Linked DNA regions of Zea mays: regions 2 and 3 are each linked to region 1. Evidence: chromatin contacts called from public Hi-C data. All regions are on one chromosome and are shown on one strand. The core of a region is the stretch at or near the end of the contact, and the rest is flanking DNA. Distances in the headings are between cores, read along the strand shown. Region 1 holds the start of LOC100383597. Region 2 holds the start of LOC100277352 (putative calcium-dependent protein kinase family protein). Region 3 holds the start of LOC103637596 (P-loop containing nucleoside triphosphate hydrolase superfamily protein).

Region 1 (4,168 bases), core at 1,073-3,572:
GAGCACTCGAACCCGCGCGCCCCTGCTCTAGAAATTTGAGGCTAACTAACATACCACACATACTTTAGTGTTTAGAAATAAACAATAATTGTATTTGAATAAATATCTCAATACTTATTTATATGATAGTCACCAGCACTAAGAGGTCGTTTGGCCCGACTCTGAAAGTGTTTTGGTTATTGTTGGAGGGCCTTCGTCTTCCGAAGGTCTTTAAAAACACAGTTATATATTTGTTTTCAGCATACCATTAAGTATTACAGGAGCTTCGTTACTAGGAGAGCTTCAACATAACTCGAAGGAAGTACGACGAAGCAGGCTTCGTCACGATGAAGCAAGAAGGCAACGAAGAGAGAAGGTGTTGTTCAAATTGTTGAGTGCAAAAGACAATGTTGTCCCTATGACATTTGTAAACTCTGTATGTAATTGTTGAGGATGTGAATGTAATAACAAACGAAGCCGTACGATTGCTTATAAATAGATGAACAGTACTTCCATACTATTCACGCTAGATTATAATTACCCTTACATCACCACCTTCAAACAAGCCGAAGATAACAATGTAATACAAACTTTAAAAGTGCTTTTACATTTATTATGATATAAATACGTGACATAATATTATACCTTGCGAATATATTTTTATATGTTTACAAATAATAAAGACTTGTTATTTATGACCTTCGTCTAAGATGCATTATACCCGAAAGGGAATAATGATTCGGAAGACGAAGGTCTTTAACATATAACAAATGTATTGTCTTACTCTTAATTCACAGCAATTGAGAATAAGTGGACAATGGCTACTAAAAGCTACCGATATTTAAAGCTAAAATGACTTATAGTTTGGAACGAGGAAAATACCCTTCAAGTGAATTGGCTTAAGAACTATGGTATCAAAGCCATGCAATACCCTACACGTATGCTAAAGATATGCCAGCGCCTTCTTTGTTACAGGTTGGAGTTCGTTGAAGCAAATGGAAGCGCCGCATATTTGCTGGCACAGCTGCAGTCCAAATCCAACTGCAGTCCGCAGCAGCTCGTCCTTCTTGACCTGCTCTGTCAGGCTCGCCATCCTGACGGCTTGTCCTGACTCCAGCGAACCCGATCCTTGCTTGCCACGTATCAGATACAGTGGAGTTGTAGGAGAGGAGTGAGGACTGAGGAGAGCAAGCCTGGGAAGTTTAGTGAGTAAAAACTGCGGCGCCTCCTCTGATGCACCCGCAGTCGATGGGGCATGTGCCCAACTGGTCCTGCTCACCATGCTGTATCCTGAAAGGCCGAAACAACACAGGTTTATGTGTGCATGCATATGCTCACATGAATTTCTTCCATCAAAATCCTGAAAAATGGATTAGGCCAAGGAGAGTAAACCTGATCTGGAGATAAAAAAAAAGTTAAACCCAGTATTAATGGCTCCCATGGTTCCTCTGACTTAAGTTTAGTTCGTGTCACATCAAATGTTTGAATATCAACTACGAGTATTGTATATAAGTTTGATTAGGTTTAATAAATTTGTCTATCTTTTAGTCTTTATCTATGTAATTAGTTTTATGATTAGACTATATTTAATACTCGTAATCATCATACAAACATTCAATATGACAGGGACTAAAGTTTAGTTAGGTGGAACCAAACACCCCAAAAATAATCGAGGCAAGTCTTACCCAAGAAATAGAGGCTGCGTCGATTCTAGGACCTTTTGGATCAGTAGAAAGTCTTCTCGTCGCTACGTCAAACCTGTCCTTCTCACCTAGAGATAGGGGTGGTAATGGACTCTAAATTTTACACTACAAAATTTAAGGATCAAATTATATTAGGATTGAGCTCTATTTCTATTCATTTTTTAACTAAAATTAATTAAGGGCTCAAACGAATTGTGAAGAAACATTTGAATGATCAATTACCACCCCTACCTAGAGATCAAACACTAGAAATTGTGGAGCAGCCATAAAAGTACACAATACTCTATATTCCATGTTGGTGAGTCTTGAAAACATCAAAAATACTCCAAAAGTTAAATGGTACCTTCATAGGCTTACTGTTTCCACTTTGCCCAAATTTGTATAGAAAGAACAGTATAAGAATTGTGCCATAGTGTCCTGGCTGGACCCCAGTTCATTGTAAAATAGATATTACCTTTAGTTAAAAGGCGCTCGAATTTCAGTCTCTCCCCGCGTTTCACGCGCTCTCGGCCGCACGCGAGCCAACGCGTGGCCGCACACCACGGACCCGAAATTATACATCAAATCAACCAAATTGCAGCGTTGCGTCCGGTCTTCCTTTCCCAACTCGGTCGACGCGTTCGCCACGGCTGCGCAGTCCTCCTCCTCGCCTCCGATCCCCTCCCTTCGACGATGCGAGCACACCCGCTCATCCTCTTCGTACCTGCACCGCCACCTCATCCTCTTCCTCGCCGCGCCGACACCCACCGCGCTCTCTCCCTCCCGCGGCGACGCCCTTCGCCAACGAGAACCGCACGCCGTCGTCTCCCACGGGCACTGTCGCACGCTGGGCCACGCTGCAGTCGGTGGCGCCGCCACACCTTCTTCCTCCATGTGCCGTCGCCGCCCTATTCTTCTTCGAGATGCAGCCGCTAGCGCTGCCCTCCTCCCAGCTCCCCTTCATGGCCGCGTGCAGGTGGACCGCTCCCCACCCCGTCGCCTTCCTCCTCGTACTGCCCCCAAGAACGCCCTAGGTTACTTTTTCTTAGATTTGCCTTTTGGTTTCAAGTATGTTTCTCTGATGCCCTAGCTGTCTGGTGGATTAAATTTAATTATTGAGCTGCAACTTTCACCAATTGGTTTGGAGAAAGACAATAGAGGCTTGGGTTCTTTTAGTTAAGAAAAATTGCGTCCGTGTTCAGTTATAACATAAGATTGTTTATTGTTCTCTGTAATCTCACATTTCTTTTTCTATATATGAATAGGGACTATGTGCCAGTGTTAGTTTTTGGTACCAGTCTACAGGTCTTTCATTTCTACATTCAAAGGTGAGAATCAATCATGTTCGGCTCCCTTTAAAAAAGTAATGTTTCCCAATCCTTCATAGTAAAACTAAACACACATTGTAAAGACATTTGTCGTACGAGATCTTTTATAGAGGTGTGTTTTAACCCAAAGGCAGGCTGTGGAGATCAATTCCAGATATTGCCTTCTTGTTGTGTCTCAGTTGATTTTTTTTAGCATTGAACGTAACTTACAGTTTGACATAACAAGCGGTGAATGTAACACTACAGTTTAACTCAACAAGCCATTGGCTGTAGCTCACAATCAGCTTGGCTGAACTGCCAAAAAAAATACAAGCAGTCCATTACAGTTCAACTTAACAAGAGCAGTTCTGTTGGTAAAGCCGATGCAAATAAGTACCAATTGTTAGTTAGGAAGGGAAAAGTGTCAGCAGTCAATGGCTGATTAAAAAACTAAATGTCTTTGAATTTGTTGGGCCGTGTGCCTAGTGCCTGGCCTATTAACTGGCTTGTTCGCTGCGGCTTTAATCCGACTGCGACTGCGGCTTCTACAGTATTTTGTCTCTAGGAATTGCAGCTGCAATAGTATTTTGCAGCTGCAACAGTGCTCCCGCATGGGCAGCCGAACAAGCTAAACATGTACATATATACTTATTATACCAGTGAGGTGTGTGTAGAGTAGTGTACTCTGTACTCTTCCAGAAAACTTTACATGGTACCGGAACCGGGACCAGCGGCGACGGTGTAGTGGTGAGGAGGCAGAGGAGTGCCTTCGGCCTCGACGGAAGAAGGCCGCCGATGGAGAAGAAGACCAGCTGGGAGCGTGGCGCGGCGTCGCGGTCGTGCACGAGGAGGAGGAGCCTGCACTTGCCGGAGGGAGAAGAAGCATGTAGCACGGTGCGGTGCTGCAGTCGTGCGTGAGTAGGTTCTTATTATTGTTTTCTATCCTGCTGGATATGTAGTCATGACAGTTAAATTATGTACAACTATGATTACAAACGGGAATACAAGCTAGGAGTTGAGACCACAATCCTTATGAAAAGTTACACTGTAAGTATGTCGTCCTGCTTGCATTTCTTCCATGTTCCTTTTCTCACTGTAAGCTTAGTTTTTGTGATCAGCTTCCAGATAGAAGAGTTATTAAAGTAGACACTAAACGATTCCAACCTCCTGAATCTCTTTTTACTCCTGTAACACTTCCAT
Region 2 (4,168 bases), core at 1,113-3,612, 230 kb after region 1:
ATTTAATTCCAGCTTTGAATTTATCAGACAACCAAACAACAGAATTCAGAAATCTTGATTTCAATTCCCAATTCCAGTATTGAATATCTACATCCAAACGAGGTAGTAGAGTATTTTTTCACCTCTATAATGGGGAATGAACTCAATAGCCCGACACAACCAACTCTAGAGCACTTTGTAATCTTCAATTAAATGGTTCAATTGAGACAAACTGCTCCAAACCATATAGTCGACGACAACCATCAAAAGTAACAAAAAAAATAAAACCAAAGCAATATCCAGTGCCATTAGATACTAATTTTCAAAGCAAATCACTAAGATAAGAATCTAATAGATATTTTCTTATAAAATTGTATGTTCATTGTTACCTTTTTGTTACGTTCTTCACACATGTATGATTTACCGTAAGTGTGTTATGTGTATCAAACTCCACAAAGAAAAAAAGGACATTGGTATAACACAACACACAACTATGAACCTATGCATAATTGTTGTTTACATTTGTTCAATGCACTCTCAAGAAAAAATACCTTCATCGACATTCCTTTGAACAAAACAACTAAGAAAAAAGCACATAAACAGTTGGTCTTTTGAGGAAAGAGTTTTTTGCCTACACACATATTAAAAATTGCTAACAATTGGGACTATCATCATATCTTATCACAGATCAATTTAAACCTAATGGATGTTTACGTACCAAAGCTCTAAGTTTTATCTATTGTCTTGAAAGTTGAAAACTCGTCTCATTTATGTGTGTGGTTTCTCATAACGTAGCGCATCTCACACTCCACACAAAAGTTGTATGCATCATAACAATACAACTAAGGGCATGTCTTGAAGCACCCGTTTTTTAAGAATCTGGTTTATGAAAACTGAAGTGGTTTCAAACATAACAGTTTATATTCCAGTTTATAGAAACTGGATTCCCAGTTTCTTAAAACCAAGAAGTTAGACTCCCCTAGCTAAGCGAAAGGGCTTCTAGCCTAATGGCTAAGAGCTTCAGAGTACGGAGTGATTTTTCAGGCTTGGTTAAAAAATCCCCTCGTTGTGCCCTATTCGCTCTAGGGTCACGATGTCTCGTGCCCTCGGGTTGAGCCATTGCAGAGTAGACGGTTGACGCCAGTCCGTTAGTGATGGGAGGTTAGGATTCAACGATTTTCTCGGTCGGGACCATTGTTTCGGTCTCTTTTTAATATAATACCGGGAGGGCAGTCTTTCCCTCTCCAGCTGAGTTTTTTAGACTCCCCTAGCTAAAACCACTTTATGAAAATTGAGGTGGTTCCAACTTGCAAACACCATAAACCAGATTTTTATAAATCAGTTTCCAAAAACTAGAGATAAAAACTGGATTCTTAAAACTAGGTTGTTTCCACATAGGGCATAAGAATCTAGCTAATCATAGTTGTTGTTTTTGTTTATGATGGCTTAGAGCATCTCCAGTAATTGTCCAAAAAACCCACTAAATTTAATTTAGGGTGTTAATAAACAAAAATCATGCTATAACAGTTCCTTAAATAAGGTCCATAAATATACAAGCTTTTTAAATATTCCTATTAGTCTCTAAACTTGGGTAGTTGTTTCGCACTCCCAATAGCATGTTTTTGTCAACAATCACACCGTGAAATCACTTATAAATCAAAGTTTCGGAAGCATTTTTTTAGAAAACTAATGGGGATGCTCTTAGATTACCCTCTGGCTAGGGATAAAAGAACCCTGTCAGCATTGCTCTGAACAAAACAATCAACCCGAAACATCTAAAATAGTTGTAGTCTTTTTGAGCAAAGAGAATTTTGGTTACACTTATTTTGTCAAAAAAGTGCTAACAGCTCGACCACCATCATATATTGACACGAAACTGTTTGAATCTAATGGATATTCGCATGTGGTTCATGAAGATTCACAACAACCTATAATTATTGTGGTTCTTGAATATCACTTTTAAAACAAAGAAAACTCTCATGAGCACTGATTTGTATTGATAGAACATATGTTAAATGCTGAGTCTGTTCGGCTCCAACTGTATTTCGCGAGAGGAGAATAAACCCTAGGTCTCTCACAGAGTACCCTAGGTATACTATAGATGCAAAAACTTTTCTCTCGCTGGGCACTGTAGCTGCATCTGGAGTTTTTTTTACCATCCAAGGCCGTTGATTTCGAGCCTTTTGTCCTTTATGGAAAATCGCAGACGTCTACCAAGCCTCCAGCGGCCAGCGCGGCGAAACCTGTCATCCACGCCGCACGCTGCCGTGGCACTCAACCGGCCCGTCCTACCCCCACGGGCCCCACCCAGTCCACCACCCAGTATAAAACACCCTCCTCCTCCTCCGGCTGCTGCGCAGTGTGCTCCATCTCCATTTTTCTCCTCCTCTCGTTTTTGCGTTTAGGCCCCTGGGGAAGCAGGGATTCTGGCGACGGTCCCTCCCCCCGGCTCTCCCGCCTCGCGGCTCCGATCGAGGCCGCAGCGTCAGGTAAGATCCTTCACGGCCGCTTCCGGTCCTCATGGACCCGCATTCCACCTCGTGCGCGCGCTGTCGGCTCTGGATTTCGTCTACTTCGGCGAGGACTCGGAGTTAGAAACTAGAAGCCGTGTCCGGGGAGTCGCCGAGGTCTCTAGTAGGAGGCATTCCATGGCAGGATTTGGTGAGAATCTTTGTTCGCGGGGCGAATTTCGGTGCCAGTAACTCTTGGACCGGGGATTCTGGTGCCAAGGACACTGTAGTAGAAGATCCTAAATTTGGGTGGCGGTTTAAGCTATAGAATACGGTGGAACTGATACAGAGGTTTTGGAATTGTCGCTTCAAATATCTTAGAGGAGCCAGGAATAGTTGGCAACAGTACTAGTTTTTGTTTGTTTATAATTTACAAGTCTTCTGTTGTTCGCTCCTTTTTATGATAAATTTTTGGCTTAAATTTACGGTGCAGTATTTATTACTTGTACTGTAATTAGGAGTTCTGATCAGGTACATATGTTGGGGTGAGAAAAAAGCAGGCAGCAGTAGGTTTTCTTGTTTTGACGCAGAACTTCTTTATCGATGTCGCTGTTTTTATTTAAAGTTGTATTTTTGCGTCTTGCAGTGCAGTTGCATTAATGGGAAACCAATGCCAAAATGGAACCTACGGGTACGGGAGCAATTACAACAGCTACAACCACTTTCAGAAGGAGCCTCTGGCTTCTAGGCACTGTGATGGGGACGATACTGAGGGTTGCTACACAGGGCCATCTAGACCGAGCATAGCAGACCTTATGCGACAAGGACTGAGGCAGACTTTAACGTCCATCTCTGTTCTTGGTCGAGAGACTCCTAATGTCACAGAGCATTATACCCTTGGCCGGCAGCTTGGAGAGGGTCTCACTGGGACCACCTACCTCTGCACCGAGACCAGCACTGGGTGTCAGTTCGCATGCAAGTCCATCCTGAAGACAAGGTTCCGGAACATGCAAGATGTTGAAGACGTGCGCCGTGAGGTCCAGATAATGCGCTACCTTTCAGGGCAAAAGGATGTAGTCGCCATCAAGGACGCGTACGAGGACGAGGAGGCCGTGCACATTGTCATGGAGCTCTGCGAAGGCGGCGAGCTGTATGACCGGATTAAGAAGGGGAACTACAGCGAGCAGAAGGCTGCACATCTTATAAGGACTATTGTTGGCGTCATAGAGAACTTCCATTCACTTGGTGTCATGCACCGGGATCTTAAGCCAGAAAACTTCCTCTTACAGGATAAAGACGATGATTTGTCGATAAAAGTAATCGACTTTGGTCTCTCCGTGTTCTTCAAACCAGGTAGTATATCAATTTAGAACAAGCCATCAGGCTGTTTGAATTCTCAAGTAATGATATTCTGCTAATGTTTTGATCTATGTTGCATAACCCAGTATGTCCTTCTAGTTGTCCGCGAGTGAAACATTTTATTTGTGTTGCTAATTATCTTGTGTCTTCCACAGAGCATAACAGTATAGCATAGTATTTCCTCCTTGTATAGTTTTTGCCCTGACCGATTCACATCTAGTCACCTTTGATTTATGCCGGAGTATGGAAGTATGCACCAATTCTGGAGTTTTTCCCCTGAATACAGAATTTGCAAAATTTCAGGTGAGGTCTTTACTGAAACAGTCGGAAGCCCGTATTATATTGCTCCAGAAGTATTGCAGAAACATTATGGACCAGAG
Region 3 (4,168 bases), core at 1,104-3,603, 210 kb before region 1:
ATGGCATAGAAGGACCATCGCTTTGATTCACCTGTCTCTTTCTCATTTCTTCCATGCACATCGCTGCGCTTTTCAACCTTGTGTGACTCTTTCCAGACATTGCGATGCACAGATGAGTTTCTACATTTCGAAGCCATTGCTTCTTGATCTAGCATTTCCCAAGACTTGTCCAAACATTCAGCATACAACTTATCGTATTTATTAGCCCCAATTGGTCGCCGTTCACCTCCTTGAGCCCCAGTCTCCATCAACTGTGATGCCTTGACTGTCATCTTGTTACCATTAACCTTACTGACCCATACGATGACACAGGATTTGGACTGTTTCAGGATATCAGATTGATTTGCCGGTTTCGTTTCTGAAATCAGTAGAACATCAGCCGATTTTGGCTTATAATTATCAATCCCACAGCCATGAGACGTTCCCCTCCATCTGCCAAGACTGATCTCGTATGACCCCTTCCCTTTCCTCATTGAATTAACAGAGAGCAGGTCTGCATATGGAGCGTTGGAGATGTCCTCCATGCTTGAACACATGTCACCTCTAACCTCTTCTAAAAGTGGCCCAAAATACGATGTCATGTACTGCTCTATGCTGCTAAATGTCTCTGGTATCTTCGACACCTGTAAGAACAATCTACTTCCATGAATCATAGATGTTTAGCAGTTTGTGATAAATCAGTCCATAAAACATTTATTTTTATGTTTAAATCGGTTTGAATATATTCAGTATAATCAGTCCATAAATCTGCTAAAGTATAATCTGTAGTGTACCCCTTTGAGAACAGGATCCGTTGCCATAAGAATAAGTGTAATGCAATGATGCCTCCAAATGTCATAGGCGGATGTACGTGAATGAAATATAAAATTCAGACAGCAGCAGGATAGTTATATCCTAGCTAGTGGCACAGTCTAAACCAGTGTTTTAAGACCGTCCGATTAATTGACGTTTGACAATTAGTCGACTGATCGTAAATATGCATTTGATTAGAGGTAACGACACGATTAGCACGATCAGGAATCTGATCGTCCAACTAACCATCAATTAGTCATGATTAAACGAACAATTAGATCGCGGACGATTAGTTTGCTGCTTGGGGATTTTGGCAATCTGCATTGTGAACGTTTAATCGTTAGGGATATTGTCTACTTTTAGTTGTGTACTTGTGTTAGACTGTACCAGCCGAGTTTTTTTTACTTGTGTTTGACTGCTTGTTACCTTAATGTTAGCACTTAGCAGTTTAGCATGGTCCTACATTTTGTTGAATCTAAATTTCATGCTTTTAGATCTACATTTAATTTGGTGTTGCTGTTGCTTGCTGTTTAGGTTTGTTGTGTCCTACGCAGATTAAATTTTGATTTTTATTTTTTTGGTACAAAAATTCAATGCTGGGCTGCTGACTACGCTAGGGGTGTGTGGCACTGTGGCTATTAGCTAGGGCCATTGTGGTCTGGGTTCATACAATATACTACCAATCCAATGAGATTTCGCTACACATTTTCAATTCAAGACTCATGTTTGAAATGCAATTTAGCATAAACGATTAATCGTTCTGATCGTCCTATTAATCGTTCTGATCGGCTGATCGCCCCTCTGGGGCTCAGAAGCAATCAACCGATTAGAAAACATTGGTCTAAACTCTAAACCAAAGCAGTAGACCTAGACGATATCGCGGGGACCTAGGTGCAATTCAAACGACAAACAAAGCGCAATCAGTAAATCATCCGCTGCTGAAGTTACAAGGGAAAACGAATTGTACAAAAAAATCACTACCCAACACCAAATGCGGGCCCCAAATAACTCCACCTAATGAACCTAAAACAGCCCAGGGGAAGGGAGGAATGCCCATTAACGCGCAAAACCCCACGCACTTCCTCAGATCCACACGGATCGTCCGCTAAGCACGCCAGGTGCCTAGTAGAGAGATGTGGAGAGGGAAGCGCGGGCGGGCGGCGGGCAACGTAAGCAGCTTCTCACCTTGTCGCGGAGCAGGTCCTTGTCGAGGATTTGGTCCACGGACCACGAGAGCACTATCTCGGAGAGGCTCTGGCTTCTCCACCGCCACAGCGCGTCCACCGGGCCGTCCTTCCCCGGCGTCCGCGCCGCCTGGCGCCGCTCCTCCTCCTCATCGCCGGCCCCGTTGACAGCGGAGCTCGACGGGTAGCCGCGATCCTCGTCGCCGTCGCTGGCGTCATGGGGACGGCGCATTTTGCCTCGGCTCGGAAGTGCACGAGGGGGGTCAAGAGGCCAGACGAAGGCGACGAGGCGCTGTTTCGCGATTAGCAGGGGATTTGGGGAACCCTTTTTCCTTAAGACAGGGGCTCTCAAATCCTAGGTCTATTTGTAGTCGGTAGGCGATAGGATAGGGCAAGGTATCCACCTGCATATTTTAAATCTAGAACATATATGTATATATATCTATCTCATCTCCCGCCACTGGTAGAAGAAGTTTTTCGTAAAATTGATGGTTATATGAATATGAATATCATACCTTTAAGACTTTGTTTAGGTTTAGGGTTTCGTAAAATTGACATAAAATAGATGTCCTAATTTAAAATATGTATATAAATATTATAACTTTAAAACTTTGTTTGGATACTCTGTTATTTACTTTAATTTACACGTATCAAGATAGATTAAAATGTAACTTTAACAAATTCACACCTCAACCCACCAGACATCGACACGAGTTTCTGTTGTTGATATCCATTCGTTGCAGCTCGCTCGAATATTCATGACAAGTTTGGTTAGTGTCAGGTCAGAGTTTGCAACGACAAAATATGCCTGTTACATAAAGTATGACGGATAAAATCAAAGCCACACGTAAAAAATAAATTAACATGTAAAATAGGATGCTAAAAGATATGGCATATCAGAGAACCAAATAGCTACCAATAATTGTACTACTAACCTAAACCTTCGGTATTTATCGAACTAATCGGTTCGGTTCTTTGGTCCCTACAAATTCAGTTCCTTGAAGAATAGGTATTCATTGGTTTCTTTAAAAATCAAAACCGAGCAACTTTGGTTTTGATATTTACCGAAAAAATATTGAACAAATAAAAAACATACAATAGCAAGTTTAAAAGCCAAATTTGACATATTTTTTATATGTTTTCATAGAGAATAATAATAGTGAATACGTGTGTGTGTGTGTATATATATATATATATATATATATATATATATATATATATATATATATATATATATTGTATATTAGGAGCCCTGTGCTTCCAATAACTAAAGGAAGCTCAGGCCAGACAGTGCAATCCGGTCGAGCCGGACCAGGTTCAGACGTCTATAAAAAAATCTATAGTGCTAGGGATCAGTTTTTCACGCCCCATCTCGATTCATTAGCGACGGCGGTTGCCCGACAGCGCGCGCGGCGGTGGACCCCGGCCAGTGGCTGCGGTGGCCGCGGCTCCCCGACCTCGACATGCGGTGGCGGCGGTTCCCAGGCCGGCGGTGGCGGCCCCCGATCCAGAGGGCGAGCGGCGGCAGCGCCCTTATGCGGTGGCGGCGGTTCCCAGGCTGGTGGCCGCAACTCCATTACCTCGACGCGCGGTGGCGGAGGTTCCTCGATCCGCAGCGGGGCCATTGTGTGGGCAAGAGGCGGCGTCCCTGAAGCCCCGAGGAGGCGGCACTTCCAAGGCCGGTGAGCAAGCGACGCCTGTCGACGTGCGAGTAGCGACGGCGACGAATGAGGCGCGATGTTCGAGCGAGCGACGTCACAGAAGGCGCAAGATGCACGCAGCGATGATCACGCGTGACATCCTCCGATCCGGCGCAGTTTTCATTTCGATTATTGTGTTTTATGCCTACCACATGTACTATTTACGCTAAAAACTGTACAATTTTATGCTTGAACACGGAGTTCGTATATCAGTTTACTGCATGCACATTAGAAAGGCAATTCCTTAATTTATGTTGTTCGTAATTTGCGCGCATGCAATGGAAACTCCCACGATTTTGCCATAATTTTTGGATCTGTATAAAAATAGAAACCGCATGCATGCGACTGCCATGTTTTTTCGGATCTGTCAGAAAAATAGGATCGTAATAACAACCTACTAGAGCTATCAACCTCTCATTGACTCGGTATTTACGCTTATAATTGAGGAATTTTATGCTCAAAACTTAAGGTTTTTACGCTTCAGCCGGATAT

What was found. Hi-C and Micro-C count contacts between places; a contact is called where the count stands out from the background.
Region 2: a contact with region 1 is called in a Hi-C map of ear, with 3 times the contacts expected there. The contact joins the promoter of LOC100277352 here to the promoter of LOC100383597 in region 1. A contact is called at or near these places in 13 of 25 Hi-C or Micro-C datasets (bundle sheath, ear, endosperm and 5 more) and 1 of 3 datasets of contacts at active chromatin or transcription factors (seedling).
Region 3: a Hi-C map of ear shows a contact between it and region 1, with 5 times the contacts expected there. The contact joins the promoter of LOC103637596 here to the promoter of LOC100383597 in region 1. A contact is called at or near these places in 7 of 25 Hi-C or Micro-C datasets (bundle sheath, ear, endosperm and 3 more) and 1 of 3 datasets of contacts at active chromatin or transcription factors (seedling).

Annotation. Positions count from the first base shown.
Region 1 is chr1:84,950,708-84,954,875 of Zm-B73-REFERENCE-NAM-5.0, forward strand. It overlaps LOC100383597, which reads left to right and starts at 2,323. Exons shown (of 7, transcript NM_001363842.1): 1 at 2,323-2,637; 2 at 2,927-2,989; 3 at 3,700-3,886.
Region 2 is chr1:85,176,982-85,181,149 of Zm-B73-REFERENCE-NAM-5.0, forward strand. It overlaps LOC100277352 (putative calcium-dependent protein kinase family protein), which reads left to right and starts at 2,363. Exons shown (of 8, transcript NM_001150943.1): 1 at 2,363-2,468; 2 at 3,076-3,782; 3 at 4,092-4,168. The coding sequence starts at 3,089.
Region 3 is chr1:84,736,322-84,740,489 of Zm-B73-REFERENCE-NAM-5.0, forward strand. It overlaps LOC103637596 (P-loop containing nucleoside triphosphate hydrolase superfamily protein), which reads right to left and starts at 2,354. Exons shown (of 7, transcript XM_008659756.3): 1 at 1,978-2,354; 2 at 1-623. The coding sequence starts at 2,208.